Regions from separate parts of the Zea mays genome. Here region 1 is linked to region 2. Evidence: chromatin contacts called from public Hi-C data. All regions are on one chromosome and are shown on one strand. The core of a region is the stretch at or near the end of the contact, and the rest is flanking DNA. Distances in the headings are between cores, read along the strand shown.

Evidence for each region. Hi-C and Micro-C count contacts between places; a contact is called where the count stands out from the background.
Region 1: a Hi-C map of tassel shows a contact between it and region 2, with 2.6 times the contacts expected there. The contact joins the promoter of LOC100304353 here to the promoter of LOC100126542 in region 2. A contact is called at or near these places in 3 of 25 Hi-C or Micro-C datasets (ear, leaf and tassel).

The regions. Positions count from the first base shown.
Region 1 is chr1:174,883,066-174,888,781 of Zm-B73-REFERENCE-NAM-5.0, reverse strand. LOC100304353 reads left to right here and starts at 3,080. Exons shown (of 1, transcript XM_020546530.2): 1 at 3,080-5,146. The coding sequence starts at 3,596. The coding sequence ends at 4,096. LOC103645055 (protein ROOT HAIR DEFECTIVE 3 homolog 1) reads right to left here. Exons shown (of 22, transcript XM_020546527.3): 11 at 2,783-2,851; 12 at 2,614-2,705; 13 at 832-910; 14 at 417-582.
Region 2 is chr1:174,735,677-174,741,394 of Zm-B73-REFERENCE-NAM-5.0, reverse strand. It overlaps LOC100126542 (H+-translocating pyrophosphatase), which reads left to right and starts at 2,808. Exons shown (of 14, transcript NM_001112597.1): 1 at 2,808-3,112; 2 at 4,278-4,481; 3 at 4,730-4,881; 4 at 4,994-5,141; 5 at 5,223-5,355; 6 at 5,515-5,687. The coding sequence starts at 3,023.

The DNA.
Region 1 (5,716 bases), core at 1,831-4,330, 150 kb before region 2:
TGCTTGTCAGATTGACACATCAATTTCACATGAGGGCTTGTTCGTTTTGGTGATAATCCACATGTATTGGGTGTGATTGAGCCGGTTTAAATCCATAACAAGTCAAAATTCATCTCAATCCCACCCAATACACATGTAATATCAATAACCGAACAAGGCCTGAGGCGGATTGCAGTATCAACTTAAGGATTATAAGACGAAAGAAACACATGAAATAAGTAAATGAATGGATAAAAGAGATGTTACAGAATAGAATATAAAAAAAATGATATTCTTTGGATGACACCAGGCTTCTTTAGTAAGTTTCAATATCCAGCACACTACTTTTGAGAACAAATTACTATTTTGAGTGTTTTTAGTAAGGGTTAAATTTTACTGGTGCTTGAGAAGAAATTATACGAGTGTATGATGTTTACCTGCACAGCCTTGTTCAAATTCTTTGAGAGAGCATTCAGTATTGTCTCGAGCAGATACTGCGAATCCTTTTCCACTCTCCAAAGATGAATTAAGACCAGTTTTAAATTTTTCTAGAGCCTTCACACGCAGATGAGTCAACATTTTCTGGAATGCAGGTTGGACAAGCTGCAACAAATTTTAGATTAAATTAGAGGGATAACAGCAAATGGCACTGCAAGAAATATAATGAAACAAAACTACTTATGGATAAGAAAGATTTCAGCATGCACTCTTTAATACCAGAAGTACTTTTCAAAGGACTTCAGCAGCTCAGAAATTTTAATTCACAAGGCCTATAGTACTTTCAGTTAAAAAAGCATAAGATATACTAATCTTGAGCAACAAAATAATAATAAATGTACAAGAAGGCCTTACATTCAGTATTCTGGACTCCAAATGCTGTCGTTTTCCTTTCCTTACAGCTTCATCAAAATAGACAGCTTCTTTGTCATACCTAAAAAATTAAGATTCACAACTCTAAGTTCTATTCATGAGCACAAGTTTCCCGTCATTTCTAAATTATTGGAATGGGAAACCCCTTGATGTATTGCATAGGGAAGGTTACATATATATAGAGACTTAACCCTAACTTTAATGGGCCAACAGCCCAACAGTGGTGCCGACCAACACACAGACACGGTCTAAGTCTAACATTCCCCCGCAGTCGCAACGGCCAACGGGGGCACTGCACACGATGATAATAGAGTAGAAGCCGAAGGTAGGAGACGACGGGTTAAACCCCCCCCCCCCCCCCCACACGCAGTAGCAACGTCGTTAGGGTGCGAATATTGCGGTTGGAGTAGAGACCGTCGTGGACTCTGAGAAGACGATAGCCCGTGGATGATGAGGTAGCCGAAGTCGAGGTGGTCATGGTTAGGATACACGCAGCAGTAGCCTGTTCTTCGGGAGGAGGCGACGTTCGAGCGTCAATGGTCGACAGGGCGACACAACAAAAGAGCACCAGCAGGCAGCATACCGACCTTCTTGCTTCTTCGATCGTCCGGACGTCGAGGGGCCCTGCTAGGGAGGCCGACGACAGTGCACGCGTCTGCGCTGGTCATGGTGGCCGCGCCCGCGGCAGAATAGAAGGGATAACAGTTGATCCGGCCGGGAAGGCCACGACAGCGACGGATCCAGCTACGGCGATTCGGCTAAAGGGACAACGAATCTAGCCGAGAAGGCCGCAACAACGGTGAATCCGGCCGGGAAGGCCGCGACAGCGACGGATCCAGCGAAAGCGATGGGAGAAGCTCGAAGTGGAAGGCGCTGATGCGGCGTTAGCGCGGGCAGTTAGGAGGTGGCCAGCGCGATGATGAGGGGCTGCACGGGAGGGGAGCTTGGCTGCGCAGGAGGGAGAGGTGCCGCGCCGGTGGAGGAAGGGTTGGCCGCCATTGGGGATGGGAGCGCCCGCGAGGCTGCGGCGGCTGTTGCTCCCCTACATCCCGCGGCGGCTGCTGCACGCGTGCCCACGTGGCCACGCCACCGATGAGGAAGGGGAAGGGGCAGGGTCTGGAATGGCAAAGCCCTTAATGTATTGTATAGAAGAAGGTTACATATATATAGAGACTTAACCTTGTGTGTTTGATGGGATAAGACCTAGTGTTTTGATGGTGATCCGAGAAATTGAGGAGTGCAGCTTGTGGTGTCTTGCTGGAAATTCAGAGCTTTGCACGCTGCACGCCAAGATGGGGAACACTTAAGTTGTCTTTCTTAGTATTTTGGTCATATACCTAGAGTGTGCGTGGCATGTTTAATTGGAAGTGTTGGGTTCTGGTCCCTAGGGCCTTTGTTTGTTTATATTTTTCTTCTCCCTTAATGAAATGACACACTGTTCTCCTGCGTCGTTCTAAAAAAACATGTAAGTATTTTTAAATGTGGATTTAATAAAAACAGATAGATATAGTAGTATTAATGTAATAAGCATGTGTTCACTTTCTGTTGAATACAGTTCAGACAGAAAAATTGGTTGTTTAGAAAATTTTCTTATAAGTGCAAGGGTTATTGGCAGATGTATAGAACATAAAAGGCATACACCGTTATTGGCAGATGTATAGAACATAAAAGGCATACACCTGATAGCTTGTAAAGTTGGAAGGACTGGTAATCACGTTGTACAACCATAAGGCTGTCAATGACTCAAATCACTCAAGGGCTTACTCTTGCAAGTGAACGTCGACGATATTGCCAAGTTTTTTTCCAAAACCAGGTACTGGACCAGATTGGACAGCACTCTCCACATCCAACCATTCCTAAAGAAAATAAAACACATTAGTAAAACCCAAAACCTGTACAAAAGTTGAATGGTCATGAACTAGCAAAATCTTACTGTGTCTGAGGTTATGCATCCAAACTTCTCGTTTGCAATTTCATCACATCGAACTGTAGCAACCATTACCTTGCATGGTAAAGCAAATGGAAGTAAATCATGAATAAAAGGGGTTGAGTATTTTATTTTAAAAATTTGTAATACTCCCTTCGCAAATATATGACGCAATTGGCTTTTTCCAACACTTTAATCATTCGTCTTATTAAAAAAACATGAGTTGTCATTTATTTTGTTGTGATTTGTTTTATCACTTTATGATATTCTAAGACTGGTGGAGTAGAGTTGAATGTCAAGTGCCAAAAATTCAGAGAAAATGTTTTAATACGATGGTAATCCTAGTAGCATGGTGGCTCTGGAAACATCGAAATACATTCATGAGGATGCAGCTCTGTGGGGAATGGCTGGAGCTAGAGCCCTTAGAAGTCTTTGGTCTTAAGCTGTTGGCCTTGGACCACTAATGGGTTATAGATGAGTCTTTTGATGTTTTTGTTTTTCTACTTCTGTAAGGAGGTTTTTGTATTTGGTCTCTTCCCAGACCCTTACTCTTTTCTTCTTAATATATTGATAATGCAACTCTTTCGCGAAATAAAGTCACGGGGTAGAGAAGGCTGCAGCTCCCCCGCGTGGGCGACTCGAGCGGCAAAACCCTAGCCGCTACCGCCCCACTGCCCCTTCTCTCTGTCTCACGGCTGCCAGAGGGGTTGGCCGGCATGCCCGCCGGGCCCCCAGGATGGTGGCGGCGACGCATCCGCCCAGTTGGCGTCGCGAGCGCCCAGATCCACGCGGGAGGGAACTCGTGGCCGGGGCGTGGTCATGGTGTTCGTGGCGGTGCCGTGCGCTCGCGTGGGCGTTGCAGGTAGAGGCGCGGTGGCGGTGGTGCAACGGCCCACTGACGGCGTGCACGTGGAAGCTCACCGTGTCGACGAAGTTGGGGGTGAGGAGTGCGACGCCGACCCGAAGCATCACAGGCCGGGAGAGCAACCGCCTCCCACCCGCCGGTCGTCCTCGGCCTCGTTCGCTACCTTCTTCGCGCTGCACGGTCGGTGGCTGCACCGTGCTGCCCGCCGGGGCGCGAGCTGGCGCCGATCGGCAGATGCAGCAACATGTCGTTCAGCTGGCTCTTTGAGCGGCCGTTGTGGCCCTCTTGCGCGGAGCTCCTGGCGGCTCGGGGAGGAGGTGCAGCGACCGTACCTGCACGGCGGTCATCTCCTCGTGGCGGGGGTGAGACCCTCGCAGTGGCCGCGAGTGCCAGGCCGGCGACGACTGCCGGCATCGGCTTCGGCGCGTGATAGCATGACGCACACGGCAAGGTGAAATCGAGCTCCGTGTGCCCTGCTAGAGGGGGTGGCGACCGACGCAGCTTTGAGGCTGTTGCGGTAGCCGATGCGTCGAGCCGTCGATGCCCCTCTAGAAGGGTTTGTGCGGGATCGCAGGGCAGCTACGACGACAAAGACAACTTGCTATGGCCCAGCTTCTTGACCTCACGATGTGTTGGGAGACATCTTGGGCGAAAGTCTCGGCGACGGTGATGTCCGTGGCGCTTCTCTTGTCGAGGGTGTCACATTCCCCAGCATCGTTTTTTTTGGGCGAAAGCTCAATCCATCTCGGACAGGCGATGGAGGTGTCCCCGACGTCATTCCCTTCCTAAAGGCGTCACTATTGAAATTCGTCTTGACCACGACGTCGCATTTAGTTGATGCTTTCGCTTCTCGATGCCCGATATGCGGGTAGAGGAAGGGACTTGCAACGTGAGGTCGGAGCTGCTACGTTAGAGGATGTGACTCGACAATGATGACATGAAGCAAAACCCTCCCTCCTTCGTGGACTGGTTTGCTTTGGAGGTTGGGCATATGTCGGGGGCGGGGCGCCAGATCAAGATTGGAAGTCGGAGCTGCTCCTTGGTTTGAGCTCAACAATGATGGCCTGTTGTGACCTTTCGCTTCGGGCCGCCTGCCTGTTTTCGTTTGGATCATCTAAGATTTGCCATGGTAAGTCAGAGTCGCTGGCTACTTTACAACCATGCTTGGCAATGATAACTCATGGCAGCTTTAGGTGCTCTTCTGCATTGCGTTGGTGGGTTTGCCCTTCGTGGTCTTGTTAGTTTTGGTTGTAGGAGTTGGTTTGTGGTCTGGTGCATGAAGTCGGAGCTGCTAAGCCTCGGTGCTAAGCTCGACAACGATGACTTGAGCCAGGCTTTAGAACTGCTGACGAGGTGAGTGGAGTAGAGCAAAAGTGTTGTGTGGTCATCTGTTGATGTCCCAATCCAACCAGCCCACTTTTGTTGTTTCTAGTTGGTTCGAGTGTTGTGTGGCACATGTTGATGTTCCAATCCAACCATACGCTGTTGTTTGGTCGTTTTGCCTAGTCTGGGTCTCTTCTTCTTTTTAATATAATCGGCATCTCTGCCTAGTTCGTTAAAAAAAAAACAAACGATTAACCATCTGTTGGTTAGATGCGTCTTAACAAGGCACTTCTGGTTTATCCTTCTCCAGCGATTGGGGCTAGTGGCTCTCTCCCCACAGCCCGATGAGGTCTCCTCTTTTTACTTCTTGAATGGTGGCGGCGAGCGTCCATCTTAGTTCCTAACACTCTTCAAAAGGGTTTGAACACCCTAAACACAAGAATGAGTGTGTCTTCAACAGAATTTCCCCTCGCCTATCTACGGTGTTGAGTTTGGCTGGTGACGAAATCTAAAACCATGGTGTAGCAAGAGTCAAGGGCCTATGTTCACTCGTTGCGCCAAGTGAAGAGGTCGAATGGGAATAATGCTCAATTTGTGTTGGCCGCTGTTCTAATGTTTACCCGATTGTATGTAATTTAAACCACCCCTCCCCTTTTTATTGTTTGTGAGGTGTTTATTTTGCCTGTGTTTGCTCTATCCTTCTATTATTGAATAATGCGTACCTCTCCTGCGTTTTCGAGAAAAAAAATTCG
Region 2 (5,718 bases), core at 1,559-4,058:
CGTCCCGGGTCGGAGAGGTTGCTGGAGACTGCCCATCTGGAGCTTGACGGGAAGCTGTTCGTCAACACGCAGCAGGCCCCTACCTGACGCGCCAACTGTCGGCGTTTCGAGACCGGGGGGTCCCTAAGCCGACGAGTGAAATGTCGCCGCGTGCCCCAGCCCAGATGGGTCGGCGCGAGGCCGAGCGCGAAGGGGGGAAGTGAGGTGGCCGGAGATGGGCGTGAGAGAGGTGGGAATCCCGCGGCCTTCGTGTTCGTCCCGCGCCCAGGTCGGGTGCGCTTGCAGTAGGGGGTTACAAGCGTCCACACGGGAGAGGGAGCGAGCGGCCTCACGCGAGCGCCTGTCTCGTCCTCGTCCCCGCGCGGCCAACCCTCTCTAAGAGGGTCCTGGTCCTTCCTTTTATAGGCGTAAGGAGAGGATCCAGGTGTACAATGGGGCTGTAGCGGAGTGCTACGTGTCTAGCGGAGGAGAGCTAGCGCCCTAAGTACATGCCGTTGTGGCAGCCGGAGAGATTTTGGCACCCAGCTGGTGTGATGTCATGGCCGTCGGAGGAGCGCTGGAGCCTGGCGGAGGGACAGCTGTCGGAGCTGTTGAGTCCTTGCTGACGTCCTCTTGCTTCCGTAAGGGGGCTGAGAGCCGCCGTCGTCACAGAGTATGCAGGGCGCCATCATTGCCTATCTGGCGGAGCGAGCCAGATGGGACGCCGGTCTTGTTCCCCGTGGCCCGAGTCAGCTTGGGGCAGGGTGATGATGGCGCCTCCTGTTGACGTGGCAGGTCTGCGCCCTAGGTTGGGCGATGTGGAAGCTCCTCCGAAGCCGAGGTCGAGTCCGTCTTCCGTGGCCGAGGTCGAGTCCGAGCCCCTAGGTCGGGCGAGACGGAGACCGTTGGCTGAGGCCAGGGCGGAGTCCGAGCCCTGGGGTCGGGCGAAGCGGAGTTCGTCGTCTTCTGGGGCTGAGCCCAAGTCCGAGCCCTGGGTCGGGCGAAGTGGAGTTCGTCGTCTTCTGGGGCTGAGCCCAAGTCCGAGCCCTGGGTCGGGCGGAGCGGAGTTCGCTGTCTTCCGGGACTAGCCCGAGTCCAAGCCCTGGGTCGGGCGGAGCGGAGTTCGCCGTCTTCCGGGACTTAGCCCGAGTCCGAGCCCTGGGTCGGGCGGAGCGGAGCTCCCTATGGTGCCTGCGGCCGGGCCTGACTGCCTGTCAGCCTCACTCTGTCAAGTGGCACCGCAGTCGGAGCGGCGCAGGCGACGCTGTCTTTCTGTCAGGCCGGTCATTGGAGCGGCGAAGTGACGGCGGTCACTTCGGCTCTGTCGGCTGAAGAGCGCGCGTCAGGATAAAGGCGTCAGGCTGCCTTTGCATTAAATGCTCCTGCGATTTGGTCGGTCGGCGCGACGATTTGGTCAGGGTTGCTTCTTGGCGAAGACAGGGCCTCGGGCGAGCCGGAAATACGTTAGCCGCTGGAGGGGGGCCTCGGGCGAGGCGGAGATCCTCCGGGGTCGGCTGCCCTTGTCCGAGGCTAGGCTCGGGCGAGGCGTGATCGCGTCCTTTGAATGGATCGATCCCTGACTTAATCGCACCCATCAGGCCTTTGCAGCTTTATGCTGATGGGGGTTACCAGCTGAGAATTAGGAGCCTTAAGGGTACCTCTAATTATGGTCCCCGACAAAATGTTTGATAGAAAAGCAAGATTTTGGCGATAGACTAGGAGGCAAAAGGAAATTTTATTTTCCTGGACAAGGAAAAGAGGGAGATATTTGTTGGGCTTAGTGGGCTGTGCACTACTCGGAATGTGATCCTAACGCGGGCCGGGGAGACTCCACTCCACGTCTGTGTCCTCTTCATCGCAACTGCCTCTGCCTGCTTTCGTTTCTGTTTGTTTGTGTGTCGGAGAACCTCCCGGCTCCCCGCAGTCCCCCTGGCCTCGCAGATCCGCGGCCTGCTTCGTTGCTGCCTTGCCAGCAAGCAGCCGCGCTCATCCTCGCGGACGCCAGCGGCGGGGCAGCCCCCTCTCCTGTGATCCACTCCGGCGCCCGTGGCCGCGGTTGCTCCCGTAGGTGCCGCCGCCTCCTCCTCCCCCTCTTCATCCTCCTCCCAGATCTATCCCCGTGCCCGCGGCACCTGCCGGCGTCGTGAAATCAAGTGGTGAGAACCCGCCCTGCTCCCTCCCCCGTAGTTACGCCAGGCGTGTCTCGCTCTAGAGTAGAGTCTAGACATTGAACTATCTCGGTCTGCTGTTGTTTCTCTATTCCAGTGGTTACAAACAGAGGATGTTTTATATTTTTTACAGCACTTGGTTCTGAACTTAGAATCGCTACTTGCCCGAAAATTACTCCTCACCTGACACTAGTCCTGGTAGCAGAAATGATGTTATGGCAACATTTCTGCTGGATGTTTAAGTTTAACTGTGTAAACTCTCAGAGAAGTTACCGGTTATTTGTTAATCTCCACCCAGCTAAGTCTTCCAGCTAGGCTGCTACTGCCATTGTCACAATTTTAATAACGTGACTTATTCAATATTGTTTAAAAAAATACTGAAACATATCTGCATATTGACTATTTTTGGGAAATGACATACCCTTGTATGAGTGTATCTGTACCTGTGCTACATAGATTGCAGGTGTGTCAAATGAAGATTATACTTTCGAATTGTCCTTATTATAGAAGGTGTCTGGGTAACCTGCTGCTGTAATTTATTTTATTCTAACCAGAGTTCATGTTTTTGGCGATAATTGTACCTTGTGCCTGTTTATCGTACTTCTTTAGAACATTAGAACATTTCACTATACCTAGCTTCATGGTAATGTCATCTTGTAGGCTTGACGGCAAAAGGACCCTTTCAATCAAAGAGAATTTGGTCGCTGAGGCTGGAAAAAATCTGGATGTGTTTAACTTTTAGGGCTTACTATTTTTGAGAGGTGGTCTGACATAGACTATCCACAATTCAGCGCCAGGTCTCAGGGAGCGACCTACCCCAAGGTGGGGAGTTCGTTCCTTTTCCAGTAACGAGGAGGGCAAACTCATATTCCATCATGATGGAAGAGGACATGGAAAATGGAAGGTCGTATCAAGAAAGACCAAGGACTTTTTCAACAGTACGAAGCAAGTCATCTATCCCGCTGGTACGGGCTTTCGCTAATCTTTCTCCACCTTCGAAAAATACATAACTGACCTTTCTGACTACTTTGAAAAGGACCAATTTAGCTTCACTTCATATTCCATGCGCTCACTTTGTGTATGTATTTCTTTCTTGTGTGTTAGTATGTGCAAGTACATGGAATTTGTCCTAAAACATAGCTGTGTGAAGTGTCCCTGTTTTTGCTGATATATATCGACACTACTTATTTTAGGTGGGAAAGAAATATACACACTGTTCATTCATTTATCTTTTACCATTAGTCCAATTGGATATGCCTATTGACAGATCAACGTGTACACTAAAGAACAATTCAGCACACTGGATATTATACATTTATTTTCCATCTTTCTTTGTTTTATCTATATATTTATACTTAAGAATTTATACATAACCAGTTAGATGTCCGTGCATTACTACGGTTTTCATATAACACATGGGTAGATTTTGTTTTAATAAAACACAAAAATATGTGTGTTCTGTTGGTTAGGTGGGTGTAAATATGGAGCCAACAACCAAGGTTCGAACCCCCCACTTCTGCACAATTTTATCTTTTTTTGCATAAAGCGAGAAGGGGAAGGATGACACACGACGACCGTGGAATCGTGGAAACTGGTGCTTTATATAGTAGGGATTTATCTTATTTTTGCATAAAGCGAGAAGGGGAAGGATGACACACGACGATCGTGGAACCGTGGAAACTAGTGCTTTTATATAGTAGAGATAGAGAAGTAGCCAAATAAAGTTATTGTTGTCCTAGGTTCGATGCAGCCTCTGCAAAAATTCAGGGGTACAGACTCCACTTATGGGGCCGCCAACACTGGGTCTGTCTTTTTTTTTGCTCATCAACACTGGCAACAAAGTCTTTTAGATTTTGGTCATACCTATTAAATAATTTTTTTTAGTCACAAGTCAGGTAGGTTAAAAAGTTATCCTCATTTTCTTATATTCCAAAAATGATCATTCAGCTAAAAGAACTGGGCAGTGGCTACTTTAACACTCTATATTCCATGTCACAAAATTTGATAAATGAAAAAAATCTTGAAGTTCAAATTTCTGCTGATTGATTGGCATACATTTTTTAACATGTTATGAGCAACTGTCAGATATTTTATGTTTGTTTCTTATTTTGTTTGTTTTTGTTGCTACAGGCCTTACGTTTGTTGATGAGGATAAATCCCCGTGCCTTGATTATTCTTTCTCTTTTGGTATTCAGTGGTGTGCTATATGTGGGAGCCAGTACATCACCAATTGTGGTCTTTGTGTTCTGTATATGTACTCTCAGTCTATTCTTCTCTCTCTACCTTACAAAGTGGGTTCTTGCTAAGGACGAAGGACCACCAGAAATGTCTGAGGTATAAAAACTGTTTCAATTCAGATCAGTGATAATGTGATATGCATTCATGTTCTGCATCTTCAATGCTTCACTTCTTGTCACATGCCGTTTCTGTGTTTAGAAAGCTCTGTATGCTAATGTTGCTGTCTTGCTATGCATATTCTGCTTCAATTGCTTGTCTCTAAATTGTGCTAGTATTTCATTGGGGTTTTGACCTACCAGAGTAGTGTTCTAGCGTGATTTGGTTTTGTGCCTTCTCTTGTTCAGATATCTGATGCCATAAGAGATGGTGCTGAAGGGTTTTTTAAGACACAATATGGAACTATTTCTAAAATGGCATTTATTCTGGCCTTTGTCATCCTTGGCATTTATCTCTTTCGCACTACTACCCCACAGCAGGAGGCGTCTGGCTTGGGAAGGTGTTTTTTCTGCCATGATCTGTAACCTTATTTGTACTTATATATATATATATGTTTATTAGTTGTTGCCAACTTGCCATGTTGACATCTCATGAATATAATGACTACACAGGGCAACACTAGCCTATATTACAGTTGCTTCTTTTCTTCTTGGAGCATTATGTTCTGGAATAGCTGGCTTTGTTGGAATGTGGGTGTCTGTGCGTGCAAATGTACGAGTTTCAAGTGCTGCTCGGCGCTCTGCAAGGGAAGCATTGCAGGTTTGGATTTCGTTCCTGGACGCACTTGGCATTTGCCCTTCTACAATAGAATTTCAAATCATGTCTGTTTTCTCAAAACAGATTGCTGTCCGTGCTGGTGGTTTCTCAGCCATCGTAGTTGTTTGCATGGCTGTATTTGGCGTGGCAATATTGTACTCAACATTTTATGTTTGGCTTGGAGTAGATTCACCTGGGTCAATGAAGGTTACTGACTGTAAGTTTCTTGTACACAGTACACCTGAAAACACACTAGATTAGAATCCAACTTGTCCATGAATTATCCACTTATTTTCTTGTAATTGTAGATTGCAATACCATTTTGTTAAGTGAAATGAATAATATTCTGTTGTCGATTCATATGGTTTTTGTGTAGTGCCTCTTCTCCTTGTGGGATATGGTTTTGGTGCCTCTTTTGTTGCCCTTTTTGCTCAGTTGGGTGGTGGAATATACACCAAAGCTGCTGATGTTGGAGCTGATCTGGTCGGAAAAGTTGAGCAGGGAATACCCGAAGATGATCCTCGTAACCCAGCTGTCATTGCTGACTTGGTATTGATGTTCTCAAGTAAAACTTGGAATG